2 separate regions of the Sus scrofa genome follow, and region 2 is linked to region 1. The links are chromatin contacts, called in public Hi-C maps. All regions are on one chromosome and are shown on one strand. The core of a region is the stretch at or near the end of the contact, and the rest is flanking DNA. Distances in the headings are between cores, read along the strand shown.

Region 1 (7,590 bases), core at 2,217-4,716:
AACACAAAACACTAAAAAAAAAAAAAAAAATTAAAAAAACTTTGCCAATTCAGATCACACTGTGAAAGCAAATCATTTAATAAATGAATGAGCTTAGCTGACTAACTGGCATCAAATTTTATCTATACTCACCACATGATTTCACTAAAGCCTCACAAAGAGCCCTGCTGGGCAGATATTTTTAGCCTCATTTTATAGATTAATGTATAGGAGATCATGGGCTGGGGCAATATTATTGAAAATGAAGATTTAAGAAAGTGTCAAAACGTTGTCTCACTTCCATGTCAAGAGTCTAATGGACTAATTTTCCTCTTCTGTACTTGAAACAATCCAGCAGAAAGAAAAAACATGAGTGCAATAATTTGGAGAAAGTCTTAGAACTGTAACACAGACACCAGCTGAGGCCTCTGTAGACTATAAAATCTCCTTAAAGCTACTATAGCCTCCCATCCTACCCTTAGGAGAGCTTCCTCCCATAGCCAAGGGCCCTGTTCTCTGCACGTTTTACTTCTGTGGTCAGCTCGCCTGTATACAAGCACCATTTCTATTCCTTTGGGAATATCCCTAGGCCAACTCTTTCAAAGATGTCCATAAAAATCCAAACAAATGTTTTAGGATTTTGTAGACTTGGTAGAAGTTTTTTTTTGGGGGTGGGGGGAGGCTTGGGGGGGTGGTAAAGAGGAGATACACAAAGAAGCACGCAGCTTGCTCCCATTTCCCTCACCCTGCCTCCCTCCCCCCCTTTTCCATATTCATTCTCCCAGCCCTCTGAGAGCTACAAATCAGTGCCTCTTACACAACTCCTGGTCATTTTCTCTAAAGCAGCACCAGCCAACTCTCAAACCTCAAGAGGCTTAGATTGGCCTCAAGTGAGGCTATCAAAGTGTTTTCCTGTGAAAATGTTCTTGTATCTGCTGCTGAGAGAATTAAAAAAAAAACAACAAAAAAAAACTCTCCCTTTGGTGTTATAACCATGAGAACTGTCCTAAAATGGAACAGGCTGCCCCAGGAAATAGGCAGATGGATTTCTCTAAGCTAAACACATAGAGAAGCATTTAGGGAGACACTGGGGAAGGATCTGGATGAGTGATTCTGCCAAACTATCTTTAGGATCCTTTCAACCTAGAGATGCTTTAGCGCAAGAGTTCTGAGCACCCCCCAGACTTTGACAGCAGACTGATGGGGATCAGAGTCTTGCACCCCACCTCTCACCAGCAGCAGGAGTGTGGGTACCCTATCTACCCCCTCCATGACTCCTTTCCCACATCTGGAAAATGCAGGTGATCATTTATAAATGACAAAATGTTTCTCCACTGTTTCACACAAGGCCCTCTACATGGTAATAGCAGCATAAAAGAAGGCTGCTGGTATGGTCTTTATTTCATTATCACTGTTTTGTTTGTTGGTTGTCCAAGTCAGAGAGGCATCAGAATTTAATGAAAACCCAATTAGGAGTCAAAAGAAATAAACTCTAGTACCACTTTTTCTATAGATCATCTGAATGCTGCTCAACATGCTACTTGACCAATCTAGGCCTCTTTCCTCATTTGAAACTGTGGGGTGATGATCAGGATCCTCTTTGACGACTTCACACAGTTGTCATGAGAGATGAGAAAATTTATGTAACTGTGTTTGGAAAATTTTAGTTATCTTAAAAATTGGTTAAAATGGCAGCGTTTGCCACATCTGCCTTAGATGCCCATCCCACATTTCTTGAGTCCTCAGTGTTCCTGAGTTGACCCCAGCTCATCTGGGACCCACCTAGGTACACCAGCTTATTCATGGTCCTGAAGAAATAACCCTAAATCTCCTCTACCATTAATCCCTCCTCCCCACTTGAAAAGTTTACTGCTCAGTGGTCCCTATTCGCTGCTGGTTCAAGAACTTCTTACTGACTTTGTAAACCATCATTCTCTGAAAACATATTTGTATTTTCAATAGGAGTCTTCTAGAGACATCATCCCATGGACCATCAGGAAGATAAAGATAGTAGAATTATTTTAGAGAAGATGGAACTACTGATGTAGAAAACAGCCTACTCCATCTAAAGGAAGGCCAGTTCCCCTCTGTTTTATGTCCTACGTAAGTGTCTATCCAAAGCTCCTGTTGATCAGCTGTGAGCTCAACGGACATTCATGTCCTTGGGACAGCTTTCATTTTATACCAAACTACCTCTTCTGCATGGCCAGAAGCAGAGGCACAGATGACCTTGAGACACCAGGTGACCTTGAGACTTCCCTTCCAATTCTTGCAATCAAATATCAAAGAGATTTTAAGATAAGCAATTACAACTCTTTCTCATTGATTCAATAACAAACATTTACTGAACTCCTACCGTAAACCAGGCACTGGGCCAGAATCTGAGCACGCAATGCAGAATAGATGCAAACAAAGGCCTAAACAGGGTGCTGACCTCTTTCCATGAAAGTACCATTAATTCCTAATAGTTAAAAGAAAAATATAAAAAACTTTTTACGTGCAGTTTCTCATTTACTTTTTCAGATAACTCTGTGATCTGATAACTTATCTCCCCATTTAACATAGGAGGCATCTGAGGCTCTGAGGGCTGGAGGCAGTTGCATAATGTTAAGGAATCATTAAGTAGTACAGATGGAATTTGAGAGAGCAGGTACATTAAGTGAAAGGCAAGCTGCTCATCCTTAGTCTCTGCCACTCATCTCTGGGATTCTGGGCCTGTTTAAATCACTCATGTAAAATCACTAGTATTAAATGATGAACTTGCCCTAGTCCAGCTCATCTGCCATATACCCCCGTCCTCAGCCCTTTGCTCTCTTTGCAGTGTTAGCCAGGCTAAGGCACATGCAAAGACAAGGGTGGATTTGCATGCTAAAAAAGGCAACACAGACCTGAGGGGTGTGTCACCGGCTTGAGTCATGACCTTCCTCTTCACCAGAAGAGCCCTGATTTCACAGTACATTTCAGAACTAAAATGGGAGATTCATGCACAAAACAAGAAGTCTAGTATTAGAACAGCCTTGAAGCTCCTAGGCTTCTTGGCTAGAGACAATAACTTGCTCAGAGGGCTTTTCACTCCTTGTTCTGAGTCCAGAGAGGATGGTAGCTATCTGCAGTTTCCATGACAACCACTTTTTGTTCTATAAGTAGATCTGCCCCAAGCACAGTAGAAGCTTGTCATAGCTTCTTAATAAATATTCACAAATGACGGATCGATGACTGGAAATCTATCTCCCTTCTCCAGTATACAGCTTACTCATTCCCAAGAGTGAGTGCGTTCCTAAGGACTTTGGGGGAAGGAAATTTACTCCAGCATTCAAGGAAGCTATAGAAACAGATTTAAATCAAAACTGTCTATGCTGCGACTGTTCAACTCTTTCTAAAAATAGTATCTAGCTAGAATTTCTCTAGGCCAAACCAGCTTGGATCTTAATAACTCTGTATCAAAACAGTATTTCTCTGGCTCTTCCCCCACCTGCTGTTGCAATAATTCCCACTTCCTCAAACTCCTCTCTGTTCCTTCTGGGAGTCCCCCAGGAAATTGCCCATCGCATGTAGTGCTCTTGACCACCATTTTCCTGTTTTCCTGTTCGGGCAGGTGGCAATGGTGTTTTCTGTCATGACGAATGCCAAGACTCCATGATATGCCAAGACCTTGTTCCTGGAGTGTGGTAACCTCTCCATTCTAGATGTGAGCTGGCTTTGGCAGTCGTCCTTCACGGGGACACCTCCTTGGAGGCCCAAACCAATGGTCCTCCGTGTGACCTTGGAACTGTATCCTGGGGCGACTACAACTTAGACCGCCAAGCTGCAATCCCTGCTACGAGCCAAAGCAGGCAAGTAACTGCACTGGGTTTTTTCCAGGTGGAGCTGGACTAGTCTGGATTTGACCGAAGAGGTGCTACCAAGTGTGCTGGCAACATTGGGGTACAAGTAGTTAAGCTAATGCGGCCTCTTTTCTGCCAAGTGATTAAAGGGAGGAGAGCTGAGCTGGTTGACTCCCTCTCTTGGGAAAGAAAGATAGAGCAGACATGTGGGGGACAGGCCCTTGGTGGACTGAGGGACATAAGTTCTCTACCTGAAGTTGAGACACACTTCTGCGAAGTGAGTTTATAAGGGCAATGGAACAGATGATTTGAAACAAAGGTTCTTGCAGATGCCACATGTGTTTGTTATTCCCTGCCTTGCTCCACACAGCAGTTGAAGTAGCTGTCAGGGATATTTAAAAAGAGCAAAGAAATTTAAACCAGAAGCACAAATAAGTAAAAAAGGCAAACGCGATCAAGGCCTAAAATGGAGTTGAAATGAGGCTTTCGCAAACACATCGCTCAAGAGGGTTTAAGGTTCCCAGCATCAATATACAAAAAGAAAACCTGACTAGCGATGGGGTCCCTAGATTTCTCAGGATTTATTTTAAAGTTCTCAAGAAAAATAGCTATTCCTGATACCGAATAGAAATAGATTGCTCCCAAGAGGGCTTATTAAGTGAATTCCATGAGTAATTCTAGAAAATGCTGTCAACAAAACCAAAAAAAGCGCTCAGTGGGCAGACGTGATTGTAAGAATCACAGTGCTTGAAAATGAGATTATAGAGTTCCAGCCAGAAATGCTAACCTCTTGCCTTCTTCTTCTGCATCCCAGGCTGGCCTCTCCCTTTGATGGTTTTTCCCTCTATTTGGCCCTCCTCTTTCTACCTCCTTTTTTTTTTTTTCCCCTCAGTGTCTCTTTCTCTCCTTACCACTCTCTCTCTCTGCTTCTCTCCTTCTCTCTTTATCTCTCTCCTTCTGTAGAACTGTTTTCTCTTCCTGTCCTGATGTTCAGAAAAGATGTTGCAAGTTATGTGCCTTAAGGCTTTGAGTCAAACCTACGTTCGGGCCCAATTTCTATCTCTAAATCTTTAGCGAGTTTATCAAGTTCTAGCTAAGAGGATCCCATCCAGTCTCCAGACTTGAAACACCAGCTGTATAGGCATCTCTCAAGTTTGTGCATCTGGTCCTGATGCTTCTCCCCTGAAATCCCAACTTTTACGTCCATCCAGCCAATGGCATCTGAGCACCTCCACTCAGATCCAGGAAGACCCTCTAAGGGGCCATCCCTAAATACCATAAATTCTGAATTTTTCCTCCAAAGCTTTCTCCCACCCAAGTCTCGTGAAGTGACATCTCCCATTACTCGATCTGTTTTCATTCCCACCCCTCACCCTAGTTGAATTCATTTGGAAACCTGCTTCATCTTCAAAATAAACCCCCAAATCCAGCCATGTCTTTTTATCCTTCATACCTTAGTCCACGGCTAAACTATCTACATAACCTTCCTATTTCGAATCTTGCCCCACTTCCAGGCTACTTTCCACATAGCTGCTGCCATAACCTAGTTAAAACTAAAGTACAAATGAAGCTTTCCACAGAAAAGAAAATCAGGGACATATGGAGAACAGGCTTGTGGTTGCCAAGGGGAAGGAGAAGCATGTGGGATGGACTGGGAATTGGGGGTTAATAGATGCAAACTATTGCATTGGAGTGGATAAGCAATGAGATGCTGCTGCATACTGGGAACTATGTCTAGTCACTTATGATGGAGCATGATAATGTGAGAAAAAAGAATGCATACGTGTATGTGTAACTGGGTCACCTTGCTGCATAGTAGAAATTTGACAGAACACTGTAAACCAGCTATAATGGAAAAAATAAAAATCATTACTAAAAAAAAAAAAAAAAGCTAAAGCAGATCATGGCATTCCCTTGTTCAAAACCATCCAATGCTGGTCGTGTATTGAATACAACTTAAATTCCCTATCAGGGAGTGGCCCCAAGGCTGTATATGATCTGGCCTATCTCTCTGAACTCATCTCCAACCACTTCCCCTTTTATTTATGATGCTCAGCCATACTGGTCTTGTTCCCAGAACAGACCAAGTTCAGTCCTACCTCAGGGCCTTTGCACTTGCTATTCCCACCACCTAGAGCATGGTTCTCCAGATCTTTCTAGGAGTCATTCTCTCCTTCCTTCTGGTGAATTGAACACTATCTCTGCAAAGAGGCCCTCCTTATCACTCCACCCCATTACTTTTTATCCCCTCCTTTGCTTTATTTTTCCTCATAGCATGCATCATTTCGAGTTATTTTATATACTTGTTTATTTGTTAGTTACCTGTCTCCCTCAGGCAGAACATAAAGTCCATGAGGCAGGGGCCTTGCCTGTCTTGGCTGCAGCACTCCCAGCACCTACTGACAGTGCCTGGCATATTAGAGAAATTCAATGCATCGTTGATGAGCAACCATCTGAAAATGCCAGACCTATCATGGAAGCTGAGTATCTGTTAATCGAATGAATAAACATCGCAGGTGCTGGAGAGAGGACAAAAAACAGACTTCCTGTATGCTTATGAAACTCAGCAGAAAAGGTGGCCATTAAGTGCATAATAACAATAACATAAGAAGAATGTCCTGATAGAGGAAGTTCTGGGAAGTGGCAGTGACCTGTCATCTAAGTGGTGTAGAATTTAACCACCTTAATTTTATGACCCACAGAAACGAACCTCTCCCAGCCATAGTATCCACCTGTGTGAAATGAGGATACTGATATTATCAGTTGCATGGCTTTTGCCAGGAAGAAAGGGAGGCAAAGTGCCAAGCACATAGTATTCACTCAGTAAGTTTCAGCTACTATTGTTATTATAAGATATTAACATATGGGATACCTCACAAAACCCCTCAGTATCTTTTGAATCACCATCTTATATTTGGATGAATGGTTTGCATTCTGAATTCTGCTCAGACAACTTGGAAGCCAAGAGTCTCTTTCCTAGCCTTTCTTGAAGTTCAGGCTTCAATGCATAAAGCTAGGCTTTCCCTGGTAACCCCACACCCTTTGATTAGGAAGAGAGCAAGGTGATCACACGGATACCCCATGGACTCTGTCTTTTAACCAAAAGGGTGGCTGGCGTGTCTTGCTTGGGGGTGCAGCTGAGACTGAGGCATTCTCTGCCTATCATCACCACAGTAGGCTGAGGTATCTGTCCCCAGTTGTGGCAGTGATGCATCCACAGGGAGTTCAGGGGTTCTTCCAGGTTGATCAGCCCCTCACCTTGATGCTCCAGTCCTCCTGGAGGTTTCATGATCTCTCTGAGATCCTCAGTCAATTCCTTTTTTGCCTAAGCGAGTTAGGGAGGGTTCTGTGGCTACAGCTAAGAACCCGAGTGACGCACGGACCATCTGAATGACTAAATGGTTGAGGACCCTATGCCGTGCATACCATTTTGGTTACTCATCAGTTGCTTGTACCAGCCAAGAGTAATCAAGGAGGGACCCTAAGGCAAAAGGGCATTGCTCTCTCAAAGGCAACTTTCTCCAAGCAGCCTTTCCTGGTGGCAGCTGAAGGGGCTCCGTCCCTCTTCTTTGTCTCACAAAGTTGATGGCACTTATTAGCACTTGTCACAATCGCCTGGCCTGGAACGTATTGTTAATCTATGTCTCATTCGTATCTTCCCTCTCAGTCTGCATTCATTTGGATTTCACTGAGCACCTATTATGTGCCAGGCATGAATAGTGTAGCTCACTTCCAAAAAACGGGCACTTTCCCCAGATGACCAGCCTGCAAGCAACAACTGAAAGGC
Region 2 (7,211 bases), core at 4,659-7,158, 170 kb before region 1:
CCTCAAAGGCAGAGGAGGATCCTACTATATACATCTCAGGGTTGTGATGAAGGGGAAATGGAATAGTAAATCAGAAAGCAACTTGTAAATTAAAGAAATATATGCCGCATCCACCCCCAAGAGCACAGGCTGCAAGAACGAGGGAACAAAAAGAACCATGAATGTAGAAGTAAATTGTGGCCGCTGGCAGCTGGATGCCTCTAAGGACCACTCACATGGTCCAGCTTGAAAAAGAGAGCACACCCAGCCCCACGTCCCCAACCCATTTCTGCAGCGCTGTAGCCCAAGAGCAGTGAGTGGTCTAGAGAAATGTGGGCTTCCTGTTAGTCTGAACCTAAGGGAGGTTGTGCATGCAGGCAAAATGTACAGGGGATGATGGAGAGTGTTGGAACGCAAGGGTGATGCCTGCCGCGTCACCAGGACCGGGAGAGAGAAAACAACAGACCAGAGGTCTGCCCCTTCCACCTGTGTGTTCACTGCTCAGAGCTTGGTCAGATGGTTCTGGACTTGAGGGTACCCCTCCAGAATGAGGGAGAGTGACCAAAAATCTCAATGGCACTCTTCTGCCAGAGGCCATGGCGGTATCCTCCTTCGGAGAGAAAGCTCTGCAGCCTTTAGGGGCGACTGGGCAATAGGAGATTAATTAAGCCATTTTCTGGGCTTCAGCTTACATATGAATATTAAGTCTCAGGCTGAGCCTCTCATTGAAGCCGTCTGTCAATGTTTTCAGGATCGCACTTCATTCCTGAAACTTTCAGAAATGGGCACACGGTGTCTCTAATGAGACTGTGATCATTATTTATGGCAGGAAGAAGTCTCCCAGCTAGGAAGCCTCATTCAAGTGATAGCTGAGTGTCTGACACTTAGAACTGTGTGCGATGGTGTATCTGGAGTTGCTTATTATCACGAAGTTATTTTATGAATTTGTCAAAGTTGATCATGCCACTGCAAGGCCAGGGGGCTTTGCCCCAGGGGTCAGATGCTGACCCCACTATGTGCTATTGACGGAACTTCTCTGGGACCATTTACTTTATACGAAATGAGAATGGGTATGCCTGCACGTCAGAGCTGTTTGGAGACTCTAAACTTTCTATGAAGTGCGAGGTGCTACATACAGGGCCCGGCAGGCATTGGTTCCCATGTGTGTGTATCACATGCCCTTCTCCTGTGGTTCTCATGGGACCTGCTTTCTGTTTCTCTTTAAGCTTTGATGTGGAAAATGGCCCTTCCCCAGGTCGGAGCCCGCTGGACCCCCAGGCCAGCTCTTCCTCTGGGCTGGTGCTTCACGCCACCTTTCCTGGGCACAGCCAGCGCCGAGAATCCTTTCTCTACCGATCAGACAGCGACTATGACTTGTCACCAAAGGCAATGTCGAGAAACTCTTCACTTCCCAGCGAGCAGTAAGTATGTCTGGCTCCCAGTCTCACACGTACCTCATCTTTAACCCCTTCACACCCGAGCAGCCACGCGGTTCCCCTTTAACCCATGGGAAGGAGGGAGGAGAAGAATGCAGGTGAGTGGAGGTGACCGTGCTGACCACCTCAGGGACAGTCATGCTGCCTTGCATGACAAAGATGTAGCCAGGGCCCCCAAGCATGTGGAAAACCTCAGGCACAGGGTTTGGCTTCTTTCTGTTATTGATACTTGGGAAAAAAAAATTGGTTTTTATTCTGCTTCATTTCCTGAACCGCCAAATCATTTACGGCAGGAAAACCTTACCACATTTTGCAAATCACCCTCCAACTTTCAGCAGGATGTGCCGTTTGCATGAGGCCACAGCCGAGAAGGAAAATGGTGGTTGGTGACACGCATCTTCTCTGAATGGCCTTTGCTGGGTGACATTTAATAAGCGGCTGTCTAGCCACATGTCTGTATCCTTTCTCTGGATCCTTCACACAATGCCCGTTTGTTGCCTGGCTTGTAGGTGAGACATAACACACTCCACCGCCCTATTAAGCACGGCTGATGTTTCTGTTTTGCCGCTGTTAATTGTAGATCTCTAATTTTTATTTAAAGAACAATGACTGGATTGTGTTACTAGTTTATTAAGTTTCTGACACCAAATAAAAGTGGATGCTGGAATTTGGGCCTTAAAAGGTTTCTGGGCACACATACAATTGTTTTTAAAATCATATGTTATGAAAATATCAGTAGCTCCCTAAAGGATCCAGCCTGGAAAATTCCACCGGGCTCTCTTCTGTTGTTGGAAAGGATGCTGAAAACTGCCACCCTCTTATGAAAGGGTCAGGGGTCATTTTAAAGCCACCAATAAGAAAGTAGTCCCCAGGGCATTTCCATCGCTAATTTTAAGAGACACACCCCCAACCCTAAAATATTTCAATCACTGACCCAAATTCATGTATTCACTCACTTGGCAAATATTTACTGAATCTCTCCTGTGTGCCATGCCGTGAGCCAGGCTCTGGGCGGAAGAGATGAACAGAACAGTGGAAAAAATCACAGATGAGTTAAAAACAGATAGGAGTCTCAAAAAGTTGCATGCTCTCAGGGAGGTTACAGTTCAATAAGAAAGAGAAGAGGAATATTCTGCTACGGTTAGTGAGGGCTTATCCGGGGCCCCTGTTCATGTGTTCTCTCTTTTAATCTTTACAACAGTCCTGTCAGGAAGGAGCCGTCGTTACCTCCATTCTATAGGGGATGAAACGGAGACTCTGCGAAACTGAGGAACCTGCCCCAACTTCGGACTCTCTGCTGTGCTTTATCCCTTGAAGTAGCTAAGACAGACCATAGGCAAAACGTTTGAACTCTATTTGCCTATGTTTTTAAAGCTGCAATGTAGAATCCCTGTGACCCGGTAGAAAGCATGAGTGCAGAGTGGAGGGAACCACTTTCCTGGAGATCGTGTAGAAGCAAGGACGTTTCTGGCCAAGTGTGGGATGGGGTCTTTGACAGCACATCTACTTGGCATTTTGTCTCTTCCACCAAAACAAACCCCCTAGCGGGAGAGCACAGGAGACGTGGCAAGCTGGAAGTAATTAGAGCCTCGTTCTCCTAATGTTTCAGGGGTGAAAGGCTAGCTTTGGGAAGTGATTACAGTTCCCCCAGACTCAGGACAAACAGCCTGAGGCTTCCCAGGAGGTTCTCACCAAATTTCAGATGAACCTCTGGGGATTTCTTACTTAGAATCACAAAGTAATGAGAAAGAGAATGTATATGTGTGTATGATGGGGTCACTGTGCTGTAGAGCAGCAATTGACAGAACACTGTAAATCAACGATACTTTAATAAAAATCCGAAAAAGAAATTATGAACTTGAGGAGACCTTCAAGGTCACAGTCCAACTCAGTTTATAGCGGTAGAAACAGACATCTAGTTCTGAATGACTTTGCATTCAGGGTCTCTAATGCTAAGCGTTACCCTCTTTTCAGCTTTACCAACCCGCAAAACTTCCCCCCTAACTTAAGAACCTACATCATGTTTCCACCTTTAGATTTAGGCAAGTTAAATGTAAGTTTACTAGTATTATTCTCACTTAAAAAAGAACTTAAAAAGACAGTAAGGGCACACTTTTGTAGTAAATAATAGTCCTTCCCAAGAAAACCCAGTTGGCACCATAATCTCATCCTAGCAAACATATTGATGATAAGATATATGAAAATTTTTGAGTGAATAAAACTAGCGTAAAATTTTGTTTTGCAAATATTTCACCATTACAGTAAGACGTGCATATATTTGTTAGTTCAGGAATTTATATTTCTCAACACAACAAGAAGTAGAGCTTCTAGATTCTCCTGGCATTTCATTTTATCAGGATCATGTTGGAAAATCCAGTTTTACACAGATATCTTGAGCCAAACTGAAGTCATGCTCTCAAAGCTGTTTCACCCAATTATTAGTCTTCAGGATGGCTTGAAATAAATGGAGGAATAGCAGCCCCTGAGCCTCTTCCTGCTTCTCCTGCTTCCACCCATAAAGCCAAGAAAAAGAAGGACAATGATAAGGCGAGAGTTTTGATGTGAAGTCCACTGGGGAGGGGCTGCAGCATGTTCTCTGCTCAGGAGCCTGTTGTATCCAGCACGGAACAGTCACAAGTTTGCATAAGAGGTGGAAAACTTTGCATAATTCCTCAGCATGCAATTTTTTTTTTTTTTTTTTTTTTTTTTTTTTTTTTGCTTTTTAGTGCTGCACTTGCAGCATACGGAGGTCGCAGGCTCAGGACCTAATCAGAGCTACAGCTGCCTGCCTACACCACAGCCACAGCAACTCAGGATCCGAGCCACATCTATGACCCATGCCACCGCAACACCGGATCCTTAACCCACTGAGCAAGACCGGGGATGGAACCCGAAACTTCATGGTTCCTAGTCGGATTCATTTCCGCTGCACCATGATGGGAACTCCTCCCTCAGCATTCAGTCTTAACAGTGGAGACAACACTAGCTTTTTACAATTTCTCATCTGAACTCTCTAAGGAGGAGAAACATGGGTGGGGAGAATGAGTAAAAAGATATTGCGTAAAAATGTAAATGGATAGTGAAAAGTGGCTTTAGCGTACAGCACAAAAGAGAGATTCAAATAAGACCTTCTAGTAAAGAAAACAAGATCATCATTAGATCCCGAAAGGAAATTGCAAACGCTTTCTTGGATGTAGCAATCCTGCATTGGCTCCTCTTCAGTTCCTGTGTAATAGTCATCTTTGACTATTACGTAGCGCCTTTGTACACCAAGGTACGAATTCCCCAATGGGAACAGCAAATACGGGAAACTGGTGAGGCCAGTTACATTGCCCCAAACTGTGGCAGGAACCACCTTGGACAGGAACAAGTTTTGACTTCTCCATCTGCAAAGCCACAGAGAAGGAAGATCCCTGTGTCCTTCATTTGCTTATCCTATTTGCAAAGGCTTATCATACAAAGAATGTTCTAAAGCTGCCATGGTGTGAGGAGCAAGTAGAGAGAGCAGTCAAGGGAAATGAGACCTGAGAACGAAGAGGAAAAGCAGAAATAAGAGCCCACTTCAATTGAAGACCTGAGTATTGATGGACGACCAAAAATTACAGTGGCATGTCTAAGACTGGAGTTAAACTTACAGCCATCACACTTCCTGGCACCGTGGCAAGTGACAGCCACATGGGAGGTGGCTTTGGTAATCCGCCTAATAGAGGACGGGGATCCACATTAGAGCAGAGCCTGCAGGCAGTTAATACATACTTGCAAGTTAGGATCCACGGGGGTTGGTGGTTGGCAGTAGGGAGGGTTCGGGCTTGAACAGCAAGATAGGTGCTTAACCCCTCTCTGGTGTCAAGAACATTCTCTCATCGCATGAAATAAGGTACATGAAAATGACTTGTAAATATAAAGTGTAGTATAAATATGAGTTCTCTCCACTGTCATAGGGGCAGAAATGACTATCCTAAGAAGTTCTCATCAGCTGGTAAGATAGACATGCAATTACTTAATTATAATAATAATGATACCTATTACTAATAAGAATAACTATAACTGAATAAATAAAATAAAATAAAATTTAAAATAAATGCTTGTATGTGCCAAGCACATTATAAGAGTAGTTAATTATCACAACACCCCATTCTACAGATGAAGCAGTTGAGGCATAGAGGTTGCCTAATGTCTCATAGTTAGTGCTAGTGCAGCTGAGAAACAAACCCATGCTGTTTAGTCCAAAAGCATTGCTCTCAACTGCAATAGTGTGTTTCTAAGACAGACTAAAATCAGTATTACAAGAAAACTGCACATCAAATTCTATGTGTAGGTATGAAACAGAGAAAGGTCAAATTGATAAAGTACAGAGTATAACAGTAGGAAGTGGCATGTTTGCTTTCAAGAAAAGCATTTATTGTTGAGAGCAGACCTACACTCAATTCACAGGCTTCTCATCTTCCAATTTTCCTACAAAATTGTAATGTGCTGTAATGTGCTAGTTTTGCCACTAGATGGTGCTCTTGCTATGGTTCTGAATATCTGGCCTTGTTCCTCAGAGGCACTGCCCTCTCTGCTGGTTTGGAAAACACAGTTTTCATAACCAACCAAGTGGTTCATTCATGCCGTTTTATTATTAATAAAAATCAAATTAAGGTTTTTAAAATTTAGAATAGTTTTGTAAATAATCTGGCTATACTCAAATAGGAGTTTCGTCTTGTTTTGTTTCTTTCCTCTTCTTGCTATGAATTATCTATAAATTATCTGATCATTTTTCTAGCAGCTACTGTCTGACGTGGTCATTAGCTTTTACAGCTCAAGTTCTTTAAGGGACCCAGGGCTGGGGATTGGCATGTTCATCTCTTGCCTCTGAATGTCCTGCTCTCCTAGACTTCCAGAGTTGCATAATGGTAAAGTCATTTTGACATGGTGCTTCTCTTAATGCTTTTGGTTGTTGTTGTTGTTTGTTTTTTATTTTTTATAAAACCCTCTAGTCATTAGTTTGTATAGTTTTAGTAACTCCCAATTTACTCAACAATATGTGAGCTTTAGGTACTACATACGTATGACCTTGCTTCTATTATATACCTTTTGTTGGGCATTTAGACTCCAAAAATCCAGCAGCCGTAGAAGATCTTCTTAACTCTAACTCTGTTCTCTTATCCCCAGCTCGCCCCGATGTCTTCTGAAGAGCATGAACTCCACAGCAGACATCTAAACAAATAGCCCTGTATTTCACCCGTTCAAAGTTCGTCTCCAAAAAATAGCTTGGGAAGGGGTCGTTCTTGTAAGAGTTTACCTCCCTACACTTATCACAGATGCTCCTCTCTTAACTCTACTCCCTCTCTCATTTTGGCTCGCCTGCAAGAACCCTGAGGTTCTTCCTCTTTATGCCCCCACCTCAGGAAGCCACGCCCTGCCATTGCTTTAACAGCCCCCATCAGTGTAGGTAAATCCTAAATCTCCAGCTCTAAGCCACATGTTTTAGGCTCCCCACTTGCTCTTTCCCCCAGGATATCAAGGAGGATCTTAGAACTCAACATGTGGGAAAGTGACGTGTCTTCTCCACCTCCTCACTTGTTAATTTCGACTCACAACTTCACTATTTTCCCAGATACCCCTTTTTAAAACTGAAAGTACTGTTTCTTTATGGCCCCTTATCCAATTAAGTGTCAAGTCCTTGGCAAGACGTTCAGGGTCTCCTCCAATGGTCTTTTCCTGTTTCTCCCTCGGCCTTGCCAATTTCTTCTCATCTGAATGACTGCGATGTCCCCCAGCTGCTCTTCCTGGCTCTGTCCTCTCTCCCATCCA

What was found. Hi-C and Micro-C count contacts between places; a contact is called where the count stands out from the background.
Region 2: a contact with region 1 is called in a Hi-C map of retroperitoneal adipose tissue, with 2.2 times the contacts expected there. The contact joins two enhancer-like sites. A contact is called at or near these places in 3 of 5 promoter capture datasets (fetal liver, fetal skeletal muscle and liver), 19 of 47 Hi-C or Micro-C datasets (adipose tissue, alveolar macrophages, blood and 10 more) and 2 of 2 datasets of contacts at active chromatin or transcription factors (alveolar macrophages and skeletal muscle).

What each region holds. Positions count from the first base shown.
Region 1 is chr6:146,122,892-146,130,481 of Sscrofa11.1, reverse strand. All of the region lies in intron 7 of LOC102162079 (a long non-coding RNA gene), which reads right to left. Among named protein-coding and RNA genes, the nearest start is that of SGIP1, 75 kb to the right of the region's middle. Within about 2 kb of position 3,466, at least 12 of the 83 cell types and tissues checked have an H3K27ac peak or open chromatin away from gene starts, as enhancers often do. A contact at or near this core is called in alveolar macrophages, omental adipose tissue and retroperitoneal adipose tissue, where this site is marked.
Region 2 is chr6:146,294,023-146,301,233 of Sscrofa11.1, reverse strand. PDE4B (phosphodiesterase 4B) reads left to right here. Exons shown (of 18, transcript NM_001130019.1): 5 at 1,206-1,400. The region is part of intron 2 of LOC102162258 (a long non-coding RNA gene); the gene reads right to left. Among named protein-coding and RNA genes, the nearest start is that of SGIP1, 250 kb to the right of the region's middle. Within about 2 kb of position 5,908, at least 21 of the 83 cell types and tissues checked have an H3K27ac peak or open chromatin away from gene starts, as enhancers often do. A contact at or near this core is called in alveolar macrophages, omental adipose tissue and retroperitoneal adipose tissue, where this site is marked.